Regions from separate parts of the Sus scrofa genome. Here region 2 is linked to region 1. A link is a contact called in public Hi-C data. All regions are on one chromosome and are shown on one strand. The core of a region is the stretch at or near the end of the contact, and the rest is flanking DNA. Distances in the headings are between cores, read along the strand shown. Region 1 holds the start of KRI1 (protein KRI1 homolog). Region 2 holds the start of CARM1 (histone-arginine methyltransferase CARM1).

Region 1 (3,175 bases), core at 438-2,937:
GGTGGTGCAGCAGGTTCAATCCCTGGCCTGGGATCGCATGCCTCGGTAGAGCCAAAAAAAAAGATTGGTGAAATAATCACAACAGCCCATAAGGCAATGAGGAAACTGGGCCTCAAGATGAGCAGCCCCAGAGTTCCCGTCATGGCTCAGTGGTTGATGAACCCAACTAGTATCCATGAGGATGTGGGTTTGATCCTTGGCCTTGCTCAGTGGGTTAAGGATCCAGCATTGCCCTGAGCTGTGCTGTAGGCCACAGAAGTGGCTCGGATCCTGAGTTGCTGTGGCTGTGGTGTAGGCTGGCAGCTACATCTTTGATTCAACCCTTAGCCTGGGAAGTTCCATATGCTGCCGGTCCCACCCTCAAAAGACAAAAACAAAACAAAACAAAACAAAAAAACGAGCAGTCCCAGACCTGTTCTCTGATAGAATGTGGCATCTTTCTTGTAAATCCGGGGATCCTTCTTCTTCAACAAGGATAGAGTCCTGTAAAAGTCTCGCTCCTGCTGGGGGTCAAATTCCTAGGGCAGGAAAAGAGGTGGAGACAGATTTCAGAAGGAGGCACCTGGTGATGAGGGCACCAGGGGTAGGTGGGCTGAGAGGGTGTGGGAATTAGGGTGGGGGAGGGGCATATATTAAGAAGCAGGAAGGGGAATCTGGCTAGAGAGGCAGGTGGGGGGTGGAGGTCTGGATCTGAGTGGAAGAGGGGGGCAAACGGGTGGAGGAGGGAGAGGGGCCGTCTTGGGGGTGGTCCACACATAGGATATGTACAGGATATGAAATGGAAGTAGTGGGTAAGGAGAGGTTACTTCCTGGCATCAGTAAGGGATTCAGGACACGGGGCTAGGTGGGCAGAAAGGGCACAGGAAGAATGGAGAGAAAGGGCTGGACCACTCAGGGAGACTGGGAAGATCAGGGCTGCTATGGGGAAAAGGTGGGTGCCCCATGTGGCAGAGGGATGCCCCACTTTGGGGAGAGCGGCAGGCGTTGAGAAAGGGTTAGACTGTTAGGGACAAAAAGGTGGACAGACAGTTTACACCTCACAGATCAAGATGGGCCAGGAGCTCCGAGGTGAGAAGGGGGAGGTAGGGGGAATCTGGCCACCCCCTGGGGATGGGGAGGACGCTGTCTGGCTCTCAAGGGAATGAAGGGCGGGAGTTGAAAGCTCCCCTCGGCGCGCTGGTGATGAGGGTAAGCAGCTCCCTATAAGCCGGGCAAGGATGGTGTGCTTGGAAGCCTCCCCAAGTTCAGGACGGAAGCGGGTAAGCTCACCACGCGCTCATCGCTGGAGTCAGACTCGGAGCTGGAGTCGCCACTGCCGTCCTGGTCTCCGTAGCGATCTTTGACTGTGGGGCACAGATAGGAGCCCTCAGGTCAGCCTGGGGGACCAGATCAAGCCCACTTCCTGACCGCCCGGCATGCGCCGGCGCCCCGCGCGCATGCGCCCCGCACTCACGCCGCTGCAGCTCCTCGCGCTCCCGGTAGCGGCCGTACCGCGCAGCAAACGCCGCGTTCACCCGCAGGGGCGACGACCCGCGCGGCTCCGGCATGGCGGCTCTGGGCACACTGCGCAAGCGTACGGAGGGCGCCCCAGGGGGCGGGGCTACTCCCTAGCAAGCTAGCTTTAAATGGGGCGGAGCCTCGTGGACGGCACTTAACCCAGCCCCTGGCCCTTCCGGGATCCCAAGCCCTGTGACGGCAGTCCCCACCCATGGGCCACGCCTCTGCAGGGAAGGCTACGGCCACCGCCCACCCCACTCCCCCACCCCCAGGGCTCCCGGCACCCAGCTGACATCTGGGGGCCCTTTCTCCACTCGCGGTTTCCTGCCTCCCTTCCGTTCCGACAGCGCAAACCGCTGCCCCACCCAGCTCACTCACCCCTTGCGCCCTGGGAATTACCACTCTCGCCCCTCCGCCAAAGGACCCACGATCCGCGACCTGGGTGCCCACCCCCACAAACATCCTGAATGCACGACTCTCCATCGCAGCCTCAAAAATCAGAAGCCACTGGCGCTATGATCATGCACAAGTCTTAATTTAATGGGTAAAAACATTAAATTACACACACAACAATTTTTTCCATAAAGCTTAATAAATAGAATGTGTTAACGCTGTACAAGGGACTGGAAAACAAGCTTTTAAACAAAATATGAATGAACTCATACTACCCTTTTACTGATTTGGAACACCCCCCTCCCCCATGCCCGAAAGCAGTGTGCACACTTGAGGTCTAGCTCTGGGTATAGCTGGCCAAGGTCGACAGGTTCCAGGAGCCTTGGAAGGAATGACCTCACTCTGGAGCTAGGGCTTTAAACGCTCTGCCCTTGGGACTTGTCTGTAGTCCCAGCAGTCTGGGGGGTGGAGGAAACTGAACCGTTTAGGTGGCTGTTGCCTGCAGGAGCCCTTCTCTGCCCAATACACCAAAAGGGGTGAGAGGAAAAAAAATGAGAAATGCACCTCAAACACACACACCCCAGAAATCAACACCAACAAGCCACAAACTTGTGCCCCTCGGCAGTGGGCAGGAGGAGCTAAGGGAGAAAGTGTTTCTTCCCTTCTCTTCTGACACAGAACCCAGCCGGGTCCTGTTGCTGGACTGGGTGGCCCCAGGTCACAGTGGTGCCACTGTGTGCCGCTGTAGTATGTCCATGAGATCCTGAGCACCTCTCCCCCTTGCCAGCTCCAGGGGTGTAAGCCCCCTGGCGTCCCTGTGATGGAGATCAGATTCAGCAGCCAGGAAGCTGACCACAGAGGTGTGGCCCTCTCTCACAGCCAGATGAATGGGGAGTGCCCCGGTGCCATCAGGTGCATTGACATCAGCGCCGTGCTCTACCAACACTTTCAGGGTGTCAAGGAATCCAGTACGGGCTGCATCGTGGGCCGGAGTGGTGCCGGAAGCATCCTGGACATTGGGGCTGGCACCTTGTTTCAGGAGCTCCTGGGCGATGGTGGGGCTGCCAAACATCATGACCTGTTGGGGGCAGAGGGTCAGGGGGTCCTCAAAGGAGGAGGCCCAGGAAAATGGGGGACTGGAGAAAAGGGTCATTCAGGAGTAGAGAATGCCAGAGACAAGGTCCTCTAGAGAATGAGAAATTTGGGGGAATATAAGCTCCCAGGCAGAACAAGATCTCCTGAGAACAAGAACCCTCAAAAAACTGATCACCCCCAGGATAATACA
Region 2 (3,020 bases), core at 137-2,636, 270 kb after region 1:
TTATAATGTGTTGAGCTGTTCTCAAAGTCTCGATGGAATGTACTCCTTCAAGCCCGGGGCTTCTGGGGTCCAATCACTGATTGTAGCACTCAGTGTGGTGTATGGGGAAGCTCTCGGGGGTGCGTGGATGGGGTAGTACCACGTGGGCCTCAGCTAAATTCTTTGTATTGGTGAGCACAGGAGGTGGAATGATGGTGGGGTGGAGGAAGAGGAACATTGGGAAGGACAGTACTAAATGAGCAGGTCTAGGTTAGAGAGGCAGCTGGAGAATGTGGCTGCAAACCCCTTTGGAACTCCCCCAAAGAGAATGGGCCCCTGGACCAGTGGAGGGGGGAACTGGAGGGAAGACAGATATGTGTTTGTGTGTGTATGGAAAGGGGCACTTGGCCCCGATTTGCTGGCCAGCCATCATTCGGGGCAGGGAAAGTAGAAGAGGAAAGGGGCTAAAGGAGGGGTCCAAGAATTTTTTGTAGGGGAGAAGACAGTGAAGGGCTGAGGATGGAGGAGGAGGGCCCTAGAGTAAGGGGCTGGAGATGATGGAGTGGAGCGGAGGAGTGGCTGAGTGCTCAGGCAGGAGTTCCCGGTGGGGTACTGGGGTCAAGTCCTAACTCAAACTGTTTTTCCATCCCGCCGGCTGCGGCTGGGGCGTGTCCCTACGTCCTGTCCCCGCCCCTCACTCCGGTCTTCCCCTGAACCCAGAGCCTCACAAAGCAAGCGGGAGGGAACAGGACCGGTGTAGGGGCGGGGCCTCTTCGCAGCTGGACCCCGCCCCTCAGCGTGTCACCTCACAAAGCCGGGAGGGGCAACGGGCGGACCCAAGCTTCAGGGGCGTGTCGGAGCTGCTGGGCGTCAGGTCCGCCCCCGCCGTTTTTCTAGCTGGGGAGCCACCTCTCTGGGCACGACTGTCGGGGCGGGGCAAGGGGGCGTGTCCGGGGCATAAGCACCGTCCCCCTGACGCGCGTTCCGGCCCCCTCCCTCCCCGGGCCTCGGCGGCCTCACTGCCTCACAAAGCACCGCCGGCAGTTCAGGCCGCGCCGGGCGGGGGGCGGGGCCGAGGCCCAGGGGCGTGTTCGCGCCGCAAGCACCTCCCCCGACGTACGCTCTTGTCCCCGCTGTTCCTGGACCGCGGAGTCACCTCACAAAGCGGCGACCGCTCGCGCGGGGCGGGGCGGGGTTGGGTGGGGCAGGCCCCGCCCCTCCAGCGTGCTCCCTCCCAGCGCCCAGGGCCGCCGGCAGGGGGCGCTGCGCCACGGGGCCGGGCAGCAGCCGCGGTGGCGGCGAGGCGGCGCGTGGCCGGCAGGCGGCGCTGCCCGGCTCGGCCTCTGCCTCGGCCTGCGCGGCGGCGGCAGCGGCGGCAGCGGCGGCGGCCTGGGCCCGGGCGCGGCGGCGGCGGCGGCGGCGGGGCCTGGAGCCGGATCTAAGATGGCAGCAGCGACGGCGGCGGCGGGGCCGGGCGTGGGCGGCGCAGGGGCGGCCGGCCCGGGTGTCGCGGGGCCCTGCGGGGCCGTGTCCGTGTTCCCCGGCGCCCGCCTCCTCACCATCGGCGACGCGAACGGCGAGATCCAGCGGCACGCGGAGCAGCAGGCACTGCGCCTCGAGGTGCGCGCCGGCCCGGACGCGGCGGGCATCGCCCTCTACAGCCGTGAGTGCGGGGCTCCGGGGCCGGGCCGAGGGCCGGGTTGCGCGCGGGGGCTGCGCACGAGGCCGGCAGGGCGGGGGGCCCAGGGCGGGAGGGACGCGACCACAGTGAGGGGCCCGGGGCCCCGAGGGTGAGGGGCCCTGACTCGTGGGGGCCTGGGGTGGGGTCCTTGGGGCCGAGCCGGGGGAGTTAGGTGTGCGGGTCCCCGAGTTGAGGGGTGTGGAGGGACGGTGTCAAGCGGCAGAAAAAGAGGGCGTGCGTGGTGGCCAGAGGTGAGGTGCCCGGACTATGGAGGGAAGCGGGAAATGGGGGAGTAGTGAGGGCCCTGAGATTGGGAGGGGGTGAGCAGGAAGTGGGGGGCCGCGAGTGGAAGGGAGAATTCGCAGGAAGCTGGGGTTGTGGAGGCTGGGTGGGAGGGGAGGGGGCCTGAGGCGTGGGAGAGGTGGGAGTCTGGGGGCGGGTGTGGCCGCCCTAGCTGGGAGGAGGGGGTGTGTGGCCACCTCGGGAGACCCTCTGAACTGCCAAGGACGGTTGGAAAGTGGTGCCCAGCCTGGAGGACCCTGTGCCACCCATCCGGAGGGCTTGGCAATCCGGACCCCCGAGTGGGAAACTTCTAGATCTGAGGAGAGGGCCCATGCGAGGTTGGTGCGAGCCACTGGCTGTGAGCCTCGTGGATACGTGGATGGGTAGGGTCCCTTCTTGATGCCCGGCTCTGAAGTAAGGGGTAACATTGCCTCCTTCTTCGCCACGGTCCTCCGATTTTCCTTTTTGGGGATGTGAGAAGTGGGCTGAATTTTCAGAAGCGAGTTTCAAAACTGACATTTCGGTGGGGGGAAAAAATTACAAAGGTGTTTGCCGAGGACTCTGCTTCTTTGTAGTTTATCCTTTTTCTTCCTCTTGTTACTCTTTCTTATCTGTTGTCTTCTGTCAGGATTCCGCCTTCACATTTTGTTATACTGTTACACTTAGCTTTGTCTCTCCGGGTTTCTTGCCCTGATGCTCTGGGGAGTCACTGAGGAGGCCTTTCCTGGCTTTGGCCTCTGTGAGTTTTCTGCCACTTTGGGAACAGGGTTTTCTGAAGGGAAGTGTATGGAGCTCAGGCAGAGGGTGCTCCCCACACCTCAACTTGGAAAACCCAAATAAGGGAGCTCCCAGTGTTGCATGACTTTTTTGACTTTCTTGGACCAGATGAGGAGAGAGAAGGGTATCCCGGGGGGGATTGGAGCTCAGGACAGACACTTAAGCCCAACAGGATCCCCCAGATCGTAAGCATGGCTGTTTATTCAACCAGCATTAATAGGGTGGAGAACAGTGTAGGGCAGCGTTTCTCAAACTAGGGTCCCAGGGCTGATCCTCAAAGGAGTTCCACAGGAGTTGGTTT

What was found. A called contact is a pair of places that touch in the nucleus more often than the background predicts.
Region 2: a contact with region 1 is called in a Hi-C map of liver, with 3 times the contacts expected there. The contact joins the promoter of CARM1 here to the promoter of KRI1 in region 1. A contact is called at or near these places in 3 of 5 promoter capture datasets (fetal liver, fetal skeletal muscle and liver) and 1 of 47 Hi-C or Micro-C datasets (liver).

Annotation. Positions count from the first base shown.
Region 1 is chr2:69,335,417-69,338,591 of Sscrofa11.1, forward strand. It overlaps KRI1 (protein KRI1 homolog), which reads right to left and starts at 1,688. Exons shown (of 19, transcript XM_013987437.2): 1 at 1,454-1,688; 2 at 1,270-1,343; 3 at 413-518. The coding sequence starts at 1,547. It overlaps CDKN2D (cyclin-dependent kinase 4 inhibitor D), which reads right to left. Exons shown (of 3, transcript XM_005654859.2): 3 at 2,012-2,968. The coding sequence ends at 2,609.
Region 2 is chr2:69,600,735-69,603,754 of Sscrofa11.1, forward strand. It overlaps CARM1 (histone-arginine methyltransferase CARM1), which reads left to right and starts at 1,387. Exons shown (of 15, transcript XM_021083821.1): 1 at 1,387-1,642. The coding sequence starts at 1,423. C2H19orf38 (protein HIDE1) reads left to right here. Exons shown (of 7, transcript XM_013994683.2): 7 at 1-26.